2 separate regions of the Sus scrofa genome follow, and region 1 is linked to region 2. The links are chromatin contacts, called in public promoter capture Hi-C maps. All regions are on one chromosome and are shown on one strand. The core of a region is the stretch at or near the end of the contact, and the rest is flanking DNA. Distances in the headings are between cores, read along the strand shown.

Region 1 (4,319 bases), core at 496-2,995, 220 kb after region 2:
GAGCCATTTGATTAATGAGAGAGAAAGGATTTTATTTAACTCTATTTTCTGTTCCATGCTTCTCATTCTTTTGTTCCTCTTCTCTGGCCTTCTTGTTAGTAAATATCTAAATGGTTCAATAAATAAGACATTATATTTAATTTCAAATTAGCTATAAAAATTGTTCTATTAAGTGAACAAAGACATGTAAAAATTTATTTTATTTTATCTTAGTTTTTTTTTGGGGGGGGTCTTCTTAGGGCCACACCTACAGCATATGGAGGTTCCCAGGCTAGGGGTCAAATCAGAGCTGCAGCTGCCAGCCTACACCATAGCCACAGCCACAGCAATGCGGGATCCAAGCTATGTCTGTGACCTACACCACAGCTCATGGCAATGCCAAAACCTTAACCCACTGAGCAAGGGCAGGGATCTAACCTGCCTCCTCATGGATGCTAGTCAGATTCTTTTCTGCTGAGCCATGACGGGAACTCCAAAAGCATTTTTTTATATCATTAAAAAGAAAAAACCCAGAGTAGGCATAAGTGTCAGGAACTGCTTATGGAAATATAAATTGTAAAATCTTCCAGGAACACAACCAGTAATGTACTTAGAATTCTACCCTTCTTGATCCAGAAATTCAACTTTAAGGAATTTAAACTAAGAAAAGAATCTTCAAAGATATAGCTACGAAGATATTAATGGAGCAAAACACTAGAAATAATATAACAGTAGGGGTAAAATATTAGGTAAATATATTTAAATAAATAAACTTAAATATATTTAACTAAAAAAGTTAATTAAATGCAATGGAAGGTACTGAAGTCATTGAAAACACTACTGAGGGAGAATATTTACTGGCAAGTTCAAATACTCAAGGCATGGTCTTAAGGGGGTAAAAAAACCAAAATAGGTCGCAATTGCTGTCTGCAATATTCCACTTTGTTAAAACCAGATTGGTGTGACTGTAGGAGAGATTAATATGGAGTACAAGGGGCTGTTAAAACATGCTTACCAAAATGTTAACCATTTATTTTTGTGTGGTGGCATTTTTCCCCCTTTATCTGTATTTATCAAACCTTCTATATAGAACCTGTGTTTCTCTGCCAAAAAAAAAAAAAAAAGAAGAAGAAGAAAAATTGTTGGCTTCTCAGAGCCTGGAATGGCCATCCCCTGCGGCCCTGCCTTGGCATGCTCCCTCCATTCTCACCCTCTTAGTGAGGTCTGCCAGGGGCCGACTTACTTTTCGCAAAGGGGTCCCAAATTCCCACATTATTCTCCTTTCAGCTTTCTCTCATAACACTTACCTCCTAAAAAGTTATATAATTACGTTCGCCTCTTATTGTCTACTCCCTATCTCCCAAAAAAGTTCTCCAGAGCAATGATCTCTGCTTTACTCACAGAGGTATTTCAAATCTTTAACAATAAGGGACTGCCACCATAACAGGTACTCCATACACTTTTGTTGAAAGAACGAAGGGGAAACAGGTTTGTTCTTGTTGGTTGTCTACTTGCCTTTCTATAAATTACGCAGATGCAGAGCTACAAGACACTGTACTCGGAGAACCTCCGTTTCCTTCCAGGAGAACCAAGTACCCAAGACCTGGCAGCTCAGAAAGCTCGAGGCGATCACAGAATATGTTTTGGACACGTGACTGGCTCAGCTGGACCTTTCTTCTCAGACATGCGCGGAGAACCACACTTCCCAGAATTCTTGGGGGTTCTCGCGTGGACTACTTTTCCCAGAGGGCCTAGCGGTCTCCCACACCCGCCCCTCCCGGAGCTGCGTGGGGTGCCGGGTGTTTGCCGCTGGCGTGAGTGGCTTCCCGGTGTGAGGTCTGCCCGGGCAACACCCGGGGAGGGGTCCCTACCCAAAGCTGCTGTCCAGCAAGGGCAGTTCTGGAGCCTCCCGGAATCCCCGAGGTCTGGGCAAGGTGAGCGGCGGAGGGTCGGAGGGTTTCGGTAGGGAGAACCGGGCCTCGGAAGGATGCAGCGCCGGGGCGCGGGGCACAGGCCCAAGAGGCGCAAGCGGGGCCTTTGTGGGCGCTGGCGGGCGGAGAACCGGGGACCCCCGCCCCTGTCCGCCTGTCCCCCACCAGCCGTCCCGGAACTCAGCAGTTTGGGCGCTTCCTCCCCATTGGCCGGGCACAGCCACTCTCCTGCTTCCTCCCGACCTGTAACCGGCGCGCTAATTCTCCCGGCCCCGGCAGGCGTTTGAATTTGCTCCCGGCCGGCAGTGAACGTGAGAAAATCACTGCTTTCCCTTACCATCGCAACTGCCTTCTTGGGTGACAGGCATAATGATGTCTTGAACGGAAAGTGAGTCGCCGGCTTCCCCCACTGGCAGAGCCGGGACTGGAACCCAGGTCTTTGGTTTCTGTTCCCGGTCAAAACAGCAGCCCCCTCCCCGTCACAGAAGAGCTGTTTTTCCTTTATAAAGGAGCTTTCTGTAAAAATCTGAAAATTATTTCCTTTCAGAGGCGGGGGGGGGGGGGAAGAAGACTTGGGTGGAAAGACTTGAGGTGGAGAAAAGTTGTCACAGGTACACAGGCAGGTTAGAGCAGGTGCTCTGGAGCCTGCCCTAGCTGGAATCTTGGTGCCACCGGGGCTAGTGGCTCCCACAGTACCCTCAGTTTCCTGATCTATAAAATGGGGCTGTGGTTGTGGTAGCTGAACGATGTTATTCTAGAACATAATACTATATTCTTGGAGGATAAGACTTACTGTACAATTTTTTTTTGTTGTGTCTTTTTGCCTTTTCTAGGGCTGATCCCGTGGCCTGTGGAGGTTCCCAGGCTAAGGGTCTAATAGGAGCTGTAGTTGCCGGCCTACGCCACAGCCACAGCAATGTGGGATCAGAGCCGTGTCTGCAGTCTACACCACAGCTCAGGGCAGCACCAGATCCTTAACCCACTGAGCAAGGCCAGGGATTGAACCCACAACCTCGTGGTTCCTAGTCGGATTCTTTAACCACTGGGCCACGACAGGAACAGGTACAATGTTTTTAGGACCAAGAAAATATTATCATTTCTTTACTCAGTTCAGTCCCACAGCGCAGTGCCAGCTGTGTTGTGGGACTGAAGATGTGGTCCGTGCCTGAGACCTGGTGAAGCTCAGGGAATCGCTACTGCAGCTGATAGAGTCCTAGGTTCTTTTCCTCTGAGCCTGGGAGAGAGCCAGGTTGGTTCAGCCCTTCTTTCTGGTCCTGTCTGCTCCTGGCTCCTTCCAGCTTACCTACCTGAGGGCACATGACATCATTCTCAGATGGTGTAAGGATTTCAGAACTGCTGATTCTGAGGGGTGGAAAGCAGAAGGGGCGTTTTCTTGGCTCCCTTTTTTTCTCTCAGGTCTGGCTTCTGGAAACTGCCCATTCTCAGGGGAAAGGACAGAAAGAGAACATGGCTACTGAACAGAACAAAGCGAGGTCTCAGGTGAGTTTGTCACCATCTCAGGTCTTAGGGACAGTTGGGTTTTTTGTTTTTTTCCCTCAAACTAATGTTTTCTACCCAGTCTTTTTTTTTTTTTTTTTTTTTTTTTTTTGGCTTTTTGTCCTTTTAGGGCCACACTCACGGCATATGGAGGTTCCCAAGCTAGGGGTCCAGTCGGAGCTACAGCTGCTGGCCTACGCCAGAGCCACAGCAACGGCAGATCTGTGCCAAGTCTGCGACCTATAGCACAGCTCACAGCAATGCCAGATTCTTAACCCACTGATCAAGGCCAGGGATCAAACCTGTAATCTCATGGTTCCTTGTCAGATTCGTTTCTGCTGTGCCATGAGGAGAACTCCCCTACCCAGTCATCTTTGCCAGGATTTGGAGCCCAGGTTCTTTTCCCTTTGAAGAGTTAGCTCATCTGGTAGATGGTGGGTTCTGTAGGAAATGCTTGTTTCCAACCCACCCCTTACCCTTTGGCTAGTGTTTCTCTTTTATCTTCCTAATAGACACTCTTTTATTCATTAATCTCAATCCACTGTATGATTACTGATTTGACAAATAAGATGCTACATGTCTTATACCATGTAGGGTCAGAACAAGCAAACATGCCCTCTTGGCAGAATTCCTTTCTGACCTGCCTCCTTTGCTTACTCATGTCCCCCCACTAACCCTTGGCCAGAATGCTTTTTTTTTTTCTTTCCACCCCTGAGAAACTTCATGATATCTTCATCAATCTGTTCCCAGTCCATAGTTTTGTTTTGTTTTGTTTTCTTCCTCTTTACATTCTGGATCATGTGCCTTGCTCTTACCACTCTTTTGAAAACTGATCTCGACCCAAAATTTTCATCTTTATGTTGGGAAAATGAGTGTGGACCCCATCCAGATGAGCCAGTGTGTGAACAAAGG
Region 2 (4,457 bases), core at 1,793-4,292:
CATCGTGGCTCAATGGTTAATGAATCTGACTAGGAACCATGAGGTTGCGGGTTCGGTCCCTGGCCTTGCTCAGTGGGTTAAGGATCTGGCGTTGCCATGAGCTGTGGTATAGGTTGCAGACGCATCTCGGATCTGGCGTTGCTGTGGCTCTGGCGTAGGCCGGCGCTACAGCTCTGATTAGACCCCTAGCCTGGGAATCTCCATATGCCACAGGAGCAGCCCTAGAAAAGGCAAAAAGACCAAAAAAAAATGTATTAAAAAAAAAAAAAAAAAAAAACAGTGGCCCTTTCTTTTATGACTAAGAATCCTTTTTTAAAAAGCAAATTAGGGGAGTTCCCGTCGTGGCGCAGTGGTTAACGAATCCGACTAGGAACCATGAGGTTGCGGGTTCGGTCCCTGCCCTTGCTCAGTGGGTTAACGATCCGGCGTTGCCGTGAGCTGTGGTGTAGGTTGCAGACGCGGCTCGGATCCTGCGTTGCTGTGGCTCTGGCGTAGGCCGGTGGCTACAGCTCCGATTCAACCCCTAACCTGGGAACCTCCATATGCCGCGGGAGCGGCCCAAGAAATAGCAACAACAACAACAACAACAAAAAAAGACAAAAAGACAAAAAAGACAAAAAAAAAAAAAAAAAAAAAAGCAAATTAGGCAAGATCAATAGGCAAAAGGAAAAGGAATATTAACCTCATTTTCTACCACCAGAAACAAGGTTATTAACTTCCTGCTGTGTGACCTTTCAGACCTTTTACATGCTAATATGGCTCTAGATTTAAACAGACATTATAAAATAAATTTATCCCACTCAATATTTTTTATTTGCTGCCCAGTATCTCACTGTATAGATGAATCAGTTTACTTAACTAATCTACTGGTGGGCATTTAGGTTATTTCCATTTTTGTAATCCTAAAAATGCTGGATTGAGGAGTTCCCATGATAGTTCAGTGGTAACGAACCTGACTAGTATCCAAGAGGACTTGGATTCAATCCCTGGCCCCAGTCAGTGGATTAAGGATCCGGCATTGCTGTGGCTGTGGTGTAGGCTGGCAGCTATAGCTCCGATTCAACCCCTAGCCTGGGGTGGGTGAGGGTGCAGCCCTAAAAAGACAAAAAAAAAAAAGAAAGAAAGAAAGAAAGAAGCCTTTGGAGTTCCCATTGTGGCATGGTGGAAACAAATCTGACTAGCATCCATGAGGACATGGGTTCAATCCCTGGCCTCACTCAGTGTGTCGGGAACCCGAGGTTGCTATGGCTGTGGTATAGGCCAATAGCTATAGCTCCATTTCAACCCTAGCCTGGGAACTTCCCAATGCCTCGTGTGCAGCCCTAAAAAGAAAAAAGAAAGAAAAAAAACAAGCCGTCACTCACCAGAGCCTGGGCTGGCAGCAACCTTGTGGCCATTTCTCCCTCTGCTGCCCCTTTTGGAGAAGGTACCTGAAAGAGAAAAAGAAACCGTGAGGTTTTGCCATCCTGTTTGCACTCCCACACTCATTAGGCTCAGACCAGGTTAGAAATCACACATTGAGAACTGTGCAGATCAGAGCTGGAGGAGCCCTGGGCGTGACCACCAAAACCAGGAGTGGACAGTAAGCGACTTCCAGTCACTGGGCCTGCTACCTTTCAGCCACTGGTTTATGAATAAAGATGAATCCAACTAGCACTGTCTGACAAGCATTGACAGTGTAAAGAGCAGTCACATTGGGCTCACGGAGATGCTAAATTAATGAGAAATGACATAAATATGCCAAGCACCTGCATTTAGATATTTTGAGCTATAATAATTACAATTATGGAAGTTTCCACTGTGGTGCAATAGGATCATCTCGGGAGAGCTTGGGACGCAGGTCCAACTCTGGCCCAGTACAGTGGGTTAAGGATCTGCGGTTGCACCAGCTGGGGCTTAGATCGCAGCTGTGGCTCATGTGCCTTGGAGCGGCCAAAAAAAAAGAGAGAGAGAGGAAAAAAATACAGTTGTGATTATAAAAATTCTTCAAATGCCATGTGAAGAACTGGTGTACTTTTCAGGCGTAGCCAACCAACTATTCCTCTTGGAAGTTGTGTTTCCTTTATGAAGAGTTACCAAAGCTCCTTAAATGTAAAAGGAGGAGTTCCTGTCATGGCTCAGTGGTTAAGGAATCCGACTAAGAACCATGAGGTTGCGGGTTCTATCCGTGGCCTTGTTCAGTGGGTTAATGATCCGGCATTGCCGTGAGCTGTGGTGTAGGTCGCAGACGCGGCTCGGATCCCGAGTTGCTGTGGCTCTGGCGTAGGTCGGTGGCTACAGCTCCGATTAGACTCCTAGCCTGGGAACCTCCATATACGTGGGAGCGGCCCAAGAAATGGCAAAAAGACAAAAAAAAAAAAAAAAAAAAAAGCAAAAGGAAATATTAACCACCTACCTTCCCTTCCCCCGTCCCCAAAATATACAAGGCTCAGAAGAAACACCTTCGTTGGATAGAAATGAACTTAAAATTTAAAGAAAAGGGAAATAACTTAGCGGACAAAATCACTCAAAAATTACAAAAAAAGAAAATAGTTAAATCACTTAGGATTCACTCTGGAAGAACAAGAAAGCATGGTTAGCAAAAATGGGTAAACATAAAAAAATAAATTTTAACTCTGGGGAGTAAAACCAGCAAATGCTAAAAGCCAAAAAACGCCCCGGGGTTCGTGAACACTGAAACAAGACACAGCATCCTTCAACCTTTTGGGGGGACCTTTCTCCAGAAGCCTGGGCGGAGACTGAGGCCCAGGGGACAGACGGGGGAACCTCCCCGGGCAACGCCCCCTCCTCGGGCCGCGTTCACCTGCCGAGGCCGCCTTGGCTTGGACGCCCGCAGCTGGGACTCCCGCCCCGGCTGGCCCTCTGTCCTGGCCCCGCCGCAGGAGCCGCACACCCCGGACCCACTCTTACTGGCTGTACCTGGGCTCGCCGGGGCGGGGACTCGAAGAGGCAGACAGCACTGCAGGCAAGCGGTACACCTAGCGTAGGGATATTTGTTGCCGCCGCCGACAGGCCGACGGGCGCAAAAGCGCCTGCGCACAGGAGAACCGCAGCGCTTTTCCTTTCGAACTCTATTTCCCAGAAGTCTCCACGGCACGGGCCCATACAGTGTCTGAGAAGGGCCAAGGGTAGGAAGGCTAGAGGAAGGGGTCCTGCTGGAAACCCGAGGAGCCTGAAACCTTGTCTACCAGCCTCTGATGTAACCTCGGATCCTCTTCTGCACGCTTTTTATTTCTATTATGATAGTGATAATAAGAGCGGAAAATGAGTATGTAATAAAAACCGTAGGAATTCCCGTCGTGGCGCAGTGGTTAACGAATCCGACTAGGACCCGTGAGGTTGCGGGTTCGGTCCCTGCCCTTGCTCAGTGGGTTAACGATCCGGCGTTGCCGTGAGCTGTGGTGTAGGTTGCAGACGCGGCTCGGATCCTGCGTTGCTGTGGCTCTGGCGTAGGCCGGTGGCTACAGCTCCGATTCAACCCCTAACCTGGGAACCTCCATATGCCGCGGGAGCGGCCCAAGAAATAGCAACAACAACAACAAAAAGACAAAAAGGCAAAAAAAATAAAATAAAAACCAAAAACAGAATAATACAGAAAGCAACAAGTGTTGGTGAAGACTTGTTGAAATTAAATCCTTGTGAATTGCTGGTGAGAATGTAAAATAGTGCAGCTGCTTTGGAAAATAGTTATGGCAGTTCCTTAAAAAATTAAAAATAGAATTACCATATATAATCCAGCAATTGCCCTTCTGGGAATATTCCCAAAATAATTGAAAGCAAAACCTCAGACAGGTACTTATACACTAATAATGTCCATGGAAACATTATTCATAGGAGTCAAAAGGTAGAAACAACCAAAGTGTCAATGAACAGATGAGTGAATAAACAAAATGTGGTCTATCCTACAATGAAATATTATTCAGCCACAAAAAGGAAGGAAAATCTAATATATGCCTCAACATGGATGAATCTTGAAGACGGGAAATAAAGCAGACTCAAAGGGACAAATATTGTATGATTCCACCTATACATGGTATGTAAAATAGTCAGATTCATAGACAGAAAGTAGAATAGTGGTTACCAGGGGCTGATGGGAGAGGGAAATGAGGATTTATTGCTTAACAAATACAGAGTTTCAGTTTGGGGTAATGAAGAAAGTTCTGGATGTGACTAGTCGTTATGGTTACCTAACAACAAATGTGCTTAATGCCTCTGTGCTATACACTTAAAAATGGTTAAAATGGTAAATTTTATGTGATGTGTATTTTAGTACAATAAAAATAATAATGCAAAATAAAATAACAATTATGAACCACTGTTAGCAAGATGGTATTGAGATTTACAAAGTAAAAATAAGGTAGCAGACTGAATAAACACAATTACCTCTTTACTATAACAAAACATATCAAAACAAAAACACTTAACATATATAATTTTTAAGGTAATAAAATCCCATA

The links. Promoter capture Hi-C pulls out the DNA fragments that hold promoters and counts their contacts.
Region 1: a promoter capture Hi-C map of liver shows a contact between it and region 2, with 9 times the contacts expected there. The contact joins the promoter of ZNF354A here to the promoter of LOC102159167 in region 2. A contact is called at or near these places in 1 of 5 promoter capture datasets (liver) and 1 of 47 Hi-C or Micro-C datasets (liver).

What each region holds. Positions count from the first base shown.
Region 1 is chr2:79,668,691-79,673,009 of Sscrofa11.1, forward strand. ZNF354A (zinc finger protein 354A) reads left to right here and starts at 1,746. Exons shown (of 5, transcript XM_021084345.1): 1 at 1,746-1,913; 2 at 2,744-3,410. The coding sequence starts at 3,228. It overlaps LOC106507314, which reads right to left and starts at 1,626. Exons shown (of 6, transcript XM_013987544.2): 1 at 1,495-1,626; 2 at 1-106. The coding sequence starts at 66.
Region 2 is chr2:79,451,127-79,455,583 of Sscrofa11.1, forward strand. LOC102159167 reads right to left here and starts at 3,043. Exons shown (of 12, transcript XM_021085149.1): 1 at 2,920-3,043; 2 at 1,365-1,430. The coding sequence starts at 1,397.